2 separate regions of the Danio rerio genome follow, and region 1 is linked to region 2. Evidence: chromatin contacts called from public Hi-C data. All regions are on one chromosome and are shown on one strand. The core of a region is the stretch at or near the end of the contact, and the rest is flanking DNA. Distances in the headings are between cores, read along the strand shown.

Region 1 (4,552 bases), core at 1,259-3,758, 220 kb after region 2:
CTTTATGGTTGTCAAAGGTCAAGTGATGTTTATTAAACACTAAATGGGATCTGCCATTGTCTCAAAATTAAGATAAACTGACATCAATTGCTCATGATTATTGAAGAACTGTCTCAGTTACATTCCTACATTTTAAAGGGATAGTTCACCCAAAGGAGCGACACAGTGGCTCAGTGGGTTGCACTTTCACCACACAGAAAGAGGTTCACTGGTTCGATTTCCAGCGGGGCCAGTTGGCATTTCTGTGTGGAGTTTGCATGTTCCCTCTGTGTTCGTGTGGGTTTCCTCCAGGTGCTCCGGTTTCTCCCACTGTCCACAGACATGCGCTATTGGTGACTTGAAAAAGCTAAATTGGCCATAGTGAATGTGAGTGAATGTGAGTGTGTACGGGTGTTTCCCAGTGCTGGGTTGTAGCTAGAAGGGCATCCTCTGTCTAAAACATATGCTAGCATAAGTTGGTTGTTCATTCTGCTTTGGTGACCCCTGTATATAAAGTAAATAAAGGGACTAAGCCGAAGGAAAATGAAAAAATATTGAAGATGTACTTTATGGTCATCAAAGGTCAAGTGGTGTTTATTAAACACTAAAAGGGATCTGACACTGACTCAAAATTAAGATATACTGATATTTATTGCTTATAATTATTGAAGAACTGTCTCAGTTATATTCCTACATTTTAAAGGGATTGTTTACCCAAAATGTTAAAAACATTTGCTGTTCATTTCCAAGCTTTGGGTAATGCTGTAAATAAAATGCAGTTTCTGAGCAATCAATACATAAATCAGTCAATACATAGTTAAAGTCAGAATTATTAACCCCCCTAAATTATTAACCCCACTGTTTATTTTCCCCCCAATTTCTGTTTAACGGAAACAGAAAGTGAAATTTATTTGATTTATCAATTTATTGATTTATTTTATCTTTGCCATGATGACAGTTAATAATATTTGACTAGATATTTTTCAAAACACTTCTATACAGATTAAAGTGACATGTAAAAGCTTAACTAGGTTATTTAGGTTAACTAAGTAGGTTAGGGTAATTAGACAAGTTATAGTTTAATAATGGTTTGTTCTGTAGACATCTGAAAAAAAAATAGCTTAAAAGGGCTAATAATTTTGACCTTAAAATGTTTATTTTTTAAAATTAAAATCTGATTTTATTGTAGCCTAAATAAAACAAATAACACTTTCTCCAGAAGAAAAAATATTATCAGACATACTGTGAAAATTTCCTTGCTCTGTTAAACATCATTTGGGAAAGATTTAAAAAAGAAAAGAAAATTCAAAGGGGGGCTAATAATTCTGACTTAAAATTTAGGACTGCACAGTATAATGTTTCAGCATCGATATCAAAATGTGATCATTTGCAATAGTCACATCGCAGGATATGCAATGTTGAGTCTTTATTATAGTGTGTTTTTGAGACCTGTGACTGTAGAAGGACTTTAAAAGCATTCACGTACAATAAACTGAACGGTTTCTAACTTAAATAATGATTAATTTCATTTAAATATTTATACAAAAAAGACTATGCAGTATTATTATACATTTGATTATTCAATTACTGTACCTGAATACTGTTAGACTCCTCGGAAAACAATAGAAAAGTGTTTATTTCATTTCTATCACTTTCTTTATTATATTACATTATTTAATATGTTTATTTGTTAGACTTTTATGAAGATGTACTGCCCTTAAGAATCATTCCAATCATTCTTAAATGATCAGATCTCCCTAAAAGAAAAATGTTCAAGTCATCAGGTGAAATTGTATCCATAGTGCAATATATATCGGAGAATACCAAAATATTGCAATGTTAGATTTTTCCAATATCGTGCAGCCCTAATACATCCACAATATATTGTCAGGGCTCACAGGTATTAATGTTTTGTGTGTTTGCTGGATTATGTGTGACTTGGGTTACAAAAAACATGATAATATGCTGTATGCTGTTGTTTTTGCACTGTCAGTATTATGCACTGTCTATATTTTGTACTGTCTGGAGCCAGCACCTAAGCTTTTCAATCATCATAGCACACGTGCTGCTGATGATGTGACAATAAAAGTGATTTGATTTAATTTGATTTGATTTGATATATCATCTATTTTTGTGTTCCACACCTGAACAAGCAGTGGGTTTTTAAACATGACAGATTTTTTAATCTGAAGTGAACTACATTTGTATCAAAATGGTACAAAATAATGTTATTCAAGGTTGTGTGACTATGTCAAAAGTAGTCTAAAAGTTAAAAAGTCGACAGATTATTACATAACTAACTACAATTCCTATCATATTAATGGTACTCACTATTGGACTGCAATTTGTAGGTAATTTAACTCAAATCTTTCATTTTCTTTGAAGTAGGAATGCGTGATCGCTGTGCTGAACCGACACTGACTCTTTAGTGTTTAAAAATTAACATCCACAGAGGTATATGTGTCAAAATGGATACCTCTCCTTGTCAAGTTACAGAGCCACTGGAAAAATCCGACTGCCAAGTGGCTGAGGTCTGGGTTTTGCTGGATCCTGGGCTGCGAGATGATCACCCGGAGCCTCTATATGAACGGCAGCATCTCCTTTCACTGGACGCTCGCTGTGACATCATCATCATCCTCATAATCAAGCTTGAGCCAATAGGAAGGCGAGGTGCTGTAACCTCCGACATCTGACTTCTAGCCCTGTTTTCCATCACGCCCTGTGTTCCATCACACTGTGTAATGTGAAACAGAAATGTTAGCATAAGATACCGGCCTAATAGTTAAGTGAGTGTATGAACTCCAGAGGTCTTGACTTTACATCACAAATGGAGTCACTTCCAGACAGGTTTAAATATTCTGACAAATACATCGCTCACGACTGATTTTATCATATCTGACTGTCGTATCTAAGAGGTAAAAATATAATAAAACAGTACAACTGAACACACATCCAGCCACACAAAATAAAGCAACACAGTGTGTTTAAAGGTGTCATGAAAATCTGGGTATAGACATAGCAGAATATTAAGAGTTCAGTACATGGTAATGACATACCATTTGTGTCAAACACTATTGTTTCCCTGTTCAAAACGCAAATCCAGTGAAAACAGACCAATCAAAAGACTGTGGAGATCCACATGGGATCATTTAAATGCATTTCTCAGCAGCATTTGATTGATTTCCTAATGTGAAATCCCCCCAACTTAATCCTCAATATTTTTTATTTGATCTAAACTTAAATTTTACTGTACATAGGCAATGTGTGACTCTTATTTTGAAAAAGTAAAGTAGCTTTCTGTGAAGCAAGCAGCCATGCATGACCATGAAGAGTCAACGCACAATGCGGAATACATGGATGCTAAATTTATTTATCGCCAACCTGAAGAGTCATAAGGTCTGTTTATCTGTATCTTTTGTTAGTTTAACATGTATCTTAAGATATTTGCAATGTGTGTTGGTAATGAGGCAACAAACATAAGTAGCAAAAGATTCAAAGTAGATCGGCACACTGCCACTTTAGCTCTCAAAAAATTTTTTTTTTTTTTTTTTTTTTAGTCAAAATTACAAAAACACTACGTTTCGACCGACATGGTCTTCATCAGGTCACCTGATGAAGACCATGTCGGTCGAAACGTAGTGTTTTTGTAATTTTGACTAAAAAAAAAAAAAAAAAAAAAAAAAAAAAAAATTTGAGAGCTAAAGTGGCAGTGTGCCGATCTACTTTGAATCTTTTGCTACTTATGTTTGTTTTTTGATCGTGCACCTGCCTTCAAGATTTTTCTAGATGTGCGCACATTTCTGTTTTTTGCAATGAGGCAACAAACACATGTAGACTGCTGAATATGTAACTTTTATTGTATCTTTCACAATAAATGTAAAAAACTCATTTGCTTATGCTTAGGTTGATATTAAATCCTGGTTGTGTTTTATGTTAAATGCACTAAATACATTTCTGTCTGCCTCTTTTGTTGAGTATAATCGTAATTAACCAAATTTTCATCCATAACACAACTCAGGAGTAAACTAGATTACTTTGGTGGCATAAAGTTACTTACTCACTCCTACTTAACATAAGCCACTTGACCACTTCTCTATCATTCAGTTATCAAAACTGCCGTTTAAAAAGTCATTTACTCCATTTGTTTCAGTCACATGGTTATGCTTTTTTGTGAACAAACTGCATAAAAGAAAAATGGTGGTTTTGAAAATACCCGTGTTCCTGTTGACAGGGTCTCAGAGCAGAGCTCATCAATAATAATCACAAACCTTCCAAATATGGTCAAAACCACCCATCTCATATTAAGTCCAATCATAGGGCTTGAAAATACAACTTTAATAACCTTTTCTGGAGAATTTTTGCACTTATTATAAGCTACATAACTTCCTTTTCAACATCAGAGAAATTTAAAAAAAGTATTATATCAATGCATTCTGTGGCACCTTTTTATGATCTATGCAATAGGATGATTTGGGTATGGGGGAGTTCATTATGAAAGACTGGTGTTCATGAAATTCATGATGTTGCAGATGATTACAAAAATATCAACCAGGAATTAACATTTAACATGTTA
Region 2 (4,946 bases), core at 2,000-4,499:
TAGGTGTTTCAAAGTTCATGTTATGTGCATGTTAGATCAGGGGTTCCCAAACTTTTCAGCTCATGACCCCAAAATAATAATGCCAGTGACTTGCGACCCCCAATATCCTCTGGGGTGGTTATAAAGAAACTTTGCATGCAACGGCACACACACCAATAGGCCCAAGACTATTTTTCATTTCATTTTTAAAAAACGTATGTGAGTGCTGTAAAGGTGTCAGAAAGTTTAACCTGATTCCATAAAGTTAATCTGCTGCATCAGTACCTTTAATATAATGTAATCACCCCAAGGGTCCCAATCCAATAGAAAAAAAAAGCAGAAGGCTGTAACTAAACTACTATTTTTATCTTCAGTAGGTTATGGATAAAGTATGGTAATTCTATTTGTTTATTTAAAAAAAAAATTATCACATTTTTGGAAATCACCAAGCAACCCCCCTTTGGGAACCAATGTGGTAGATGATATTAGCTGCCTTCATTTTCTTGTAATTAGAAGATTCTGAAAGTAAAAAGTGATCCCGGCCTCCTACAACACACAATCATAATTTGTAAACTCTAAAATTTCTGAAAGCTGTGATTTCACCAAATGACCATTGTATCACCTGGCCAACGTAAATTTAGATGTTGACCATGTTGCCACAGAAATACAGAATTTCTGTCTGAAAATGTGAACAGCTTTGAGTAGAGTATCATCCGTTGTGTTGGAATTGTGGTGATTAAATGATTGGAGCTATTGTTAATATCTGTCTAAAATGATTTTATGAAAACTGCAACTTCATGCATATTGCACGTTTGGTGTGCCAATACTTGACAACAATGGCACACTATGGGGCAGTACGTGTGCAGGACTATCTTTCTTTACAAACTACTGGTCTGGCATGCAAAATATAGAGTGTTTTTAGAGGTGCCACAAACTGCATTGATCCAATATGCTAAACTGTTCTTTAATATCTGCATAGAAGTTATGTGGCTCAAGTACGAATATTCTCCAGTTTTTTTATGCTCATTTATGCAACAGTTCTTTCTTGTTCTTGAATCTGATTGGTTGAATGCCGTGTGATATTCTGCCAGTAAAAGCACTTGTACCACCCCTTCACCCTTCACCCTTGTATTACTCTGCCCACATACAGCAACAAGCAGAGACACTCTACAGTTTGACAAATATTGCTTCTGTTGTGCAACATAATTTACTTTTGAGGCTTTTTTAGTCGAGAATGTAGTGGTTTAGATTGCAACTATGAAGTTTATTTATAAGGATAGTGCATATTTTAAAATATTAATAATTTCTGAGAGACAGCGTGTCGGCGGCCTTTAGCCTGTCATACTAAGCAAAGACAGTTGAGGTTGTCCATCCACAATGGTGACAGACTGCATAATAAGCCCTTAGAGATGGAACAATACAGCTAAACTTTTCTTAAACTACAGCTGATCAAATCATTATTAAACAGGTAAATGACTTTCTAAGTTTAACTCTCTCTCTTTTTTATGTCCAATAGCTCTACCAACCCGTATGGGGAGACTCATCAAATGCTTATAATAAATGTTTGCAAAGCCATGTAATACTTTCGAAAATCATGATCGCTATATATATCCATATCTGATGACTGGATAATAATTATTTTTTTATAAATTGTTAACATTTTGGTATCTGTGATGCAGCAATTCCAGAGAATGATGTGTACACTATGATTTTTAAATTCACTTTAATGTGTGATATATCTAAAAAATGGCCATAAACAACTATTTTCTCAATTAAAATGAGTAGCAGCTTGGACCCGTCGCCTCACAGCAAGAAGGTCGCTGGTTCAAGTCCCGGCTGGGCCAATTGGCTATTCTATGTGTGGAGTTTGCATGTTCTCCCCGCGTTCATTTGGATTTCTTCCAGGTGCTCCGATTTCCCCTACAGTCCAAAGACCGGCACAATAGGTGAATTAAATAAACTGTCCATAGTGTATGTGTGTGCATGTGAAAGTGTATGGGTGTGGCGACCCCTGATGAATAAAGGGACTAAGCTGAAGGACAATGAATGAATGAATTTTCATTCTATGGCACCTTTAATATTAATATTAATATTAATACCTTTAGTATTAATTGTGGCTAACTATTTCTTTAAGAGCTTAATAGGCTTTATATTTTATGCCTATTAGTGGTTCTGAAATAATAACATACATTATAAGTCTTTCTCACTCAGAATAACAAAATTAACTCTCTCAGTTCTTAACTTTAAAAAAGTGAATCAATCAAAACAACAATCTAGAGCAAATGACTGTTTTTATTATTATTTTTGCTCAAGAAGATTCACTGCAAAGTATTTGTTTTCAAATGGTCTAATAAAACCAATTGGGTGCTTGAGGATATGAAGCAGAACAGCTTTCCTCCCTGGAGATACTCTGATTGGCTGATATATTATTTCCTTCATGATCTCCTTTGTGCAAAGGTTGCTTTTGCATGTCAATACGGTCTATTTAAAGCTACACTACATATTCACAAATATGCTTATACTCGGGTGCGCTGCAGATTCCTAATGTCATCTGACAGTTTAACTCACTACAAGGATTCTTAAGGGTAGAGTCAACCCAAACTACACATCACTGACCCAAAGTCTTTATGCTGGAATCTCAGGACCTGACAGATGTATTATGTCGTGGTGTGTGTCTTCATCACAACATTCCCTTCTCTATTCACAAAACAGTCACAGACAAGTGTCTCAGCAGCTAATTCAAAACTCATTAGAAACATGCAATTGCAGAGCAGACTCCCAAAGGGATCCAGCTTTCTAATCAACGTTCCCCACTGCAAAGCCCATCCAACGGGGCGGCTCATAACTAACGTTTCCACAGAGAAATTAAACCGAGGTGTCATTATGAAGGAAGACGCTCCTCTGATGATTTCATTACAACAGTGCCATATGTTTGATGCTATATTGTAGATTTTTCAAATGTTACATGAGCATTTTCTCTTCTTGGTTGTTTTATTTCTTTGATTTGAAAGAAACGTATGAATTATGGAGTGAATGCTCCCACTCTCAGCCAAAATGAGACGTTTTGGGAATTTTAAAAAATAAAATGAGGTTTAAATGTTGTTTACATACACTCATTTAACCTTTCATTCTGAGGAAATTTTACTATTTAAATATTTAATATGTCCAGATCCTAAACTTAAAAGTCAGATTTGATACAATCTTAAATATTTCTAACAAAAGTAATGTATTAAATTTAATTAAAATAATTATAGTAAGCCAATATATTTAGACTACTGTAAGCACATACAGCAAGCACGCTCTCATTATGTAGTCTTCTTTGCTGTTTACTTGCATTCAGCTTACGAAATTCTTGTAGAAAAAACGTGACGTGAAGTAAAAACGAGAACTATTTTTACACCGTGAACTAGTAAACTCAACACTCTTCAACTTTAAACAAGTTAACTCAAACTAAAAAGTATATGAACGATAAAACTGTGGTTCAGCTCTGTGTGTGCGCGTGTTCACGTGAGTACAGCGATTACGCATCTCGCGCGCGTCCCCGGTGGCGCAGCGCGTGTATGGAGTCATCCCGCTGCTGTAGGCGGGGGCGAGCCCCTTTGCCCGTCATATTAATGTGCTTTCCCGCTATTCCAGTTCATGAAATAACACTCAAGTGTTTGCTCTTGTTCGCCGCCTGCGCTTTCAAACAGTGGACAGCAACTCAACCCGTTTACTGGCAGCTGCTGAAGCCCTCTATAATGTCTCGTCGAAAGCAAGCGAAACCAAGATCTTTGAAAGGTACGAAAGGTTTTTATTTAATCACTTGTTTCCTTGTGGTTTTGAGTGAAACTCCACAGTAGGCAAATCGACCCTAATACGTTGTAGATAGACTTCAGATCGATGTTGCGGAGTAGACCAGAAGAGGATAATGTAATTGTTCTGCAGAACTTTCATTTCACTTCCACTGTATTCTTATAAAGTCTTTAATTAGTCTTTAATTAGGAGTGTGTTACCATATTAGGCACGTAATACACATGATAGCATACATATCGATGAAGATTAACTTATTAAGGTAGGCTACTCTTGTGGTATTAGGAACAACAAAGTTTTCACAGCTGTTTTAATAATGTGTGAGCGATTTTGCTTTGTTTGGGAGGACTAAATGTCCTAGCTAGGACAGAGAATGTAAATGACTGAGGAATACAGCTTAATAAACATATAATAATGTATAACAATTAAATGTAAATGCATGTTAGATTTAGGAGCAGGGGACAGATAATATGTAACTCTCTCAGTATAAAACAACAGAAGACAAATTCAGAAACATGACATAAAAATGAATAAATGCGAGTTTAAAAATTTTCTAATGTTTTTATGTTTGCTGGGTATAAAGCTTAGTATGTTTCCTGACATGTTGCTGTCACTTTGAATTACAGATGTTACCAGAATAATTGCAGAATAAGTCTGTATAATGAAAAATTAAACTTTTGAAGTTGTTTCTCTGCGCATTTTATTTGCATAGTTTTCCCTGTAGAGGTAATTCTATAGTTCATCGTGCTGTCATTAAAAACAGAAAATGTTATATTTCAAGCATCTGCTTCTTGTCTTCTGTACACCATTTTATTTAAAAAACAAACAAGCACACAAGGGTACTCCATAGCTAGATGAAAAACAGATCAAAATGTCTATATTTGTTTGCACTTTTCAGGATAACCCTGTGCGCGCCAGGTGATCCACTTAAAGTGCTAGCTTTTTTAGCAATGTAAATTAAATTACATTTAGCACCTATGGTCATCATGAGTCAATCTCTTCTATACAGGTCATGAAAACCGGTTAAATGCAAATGACGATGGGATGAATATGGGAAAGAAAGATTGCTCAGAGGAGAGGGGCAAAGAATGGGATGAGGAAAGTAACAGACATGGACAAGGGAAAGAAGAAAGTGCTGAAGAGCCTACAAACCTACCACAATCAGAATCACCGGT

Evidence for each region. Hi-C and Micro-C count contacts between places; a contact is called where the count stands out from the background.
Region 1: a contact with region 2 is called in a Hi-C map of embryo, with 2.4 times the contacts expected there. The contact joins the enhancer-like site here to the promoter of znf521 in region 2. A contact is called at or near these places in 2 of 18 Hi-C or Micro-C datasets (embryo and hematopoietic stem cells).

The regions. Positions count from the first base shown.
Region 1 is chr20:20,995,768-21,000,319 of GRCz12tu, forward strand. No RefSeq gene overlaps it. Among named protein-coding and RNA genes, the nearest start is that of cdc42bpb, 13 kb to the left of the region's middle. Within about 2 kb of position 2,509, at least 3 of the 62 cell types and tissues checked have an H3K27ac peak or open chromatin away from gene starts, as enhancers often do.
Region 2 is chr20:20,770,898-20,775,843 of GRCz12tu, forward strand. znf521 (zinc finger protein 521) reads left to right here and starts at 3,250. Exons shown (of 3, transcript XM_001339531.9): 1 at 3,250-3,759; 2 at 4,781-4,946. The coding sequence starts at 3,441.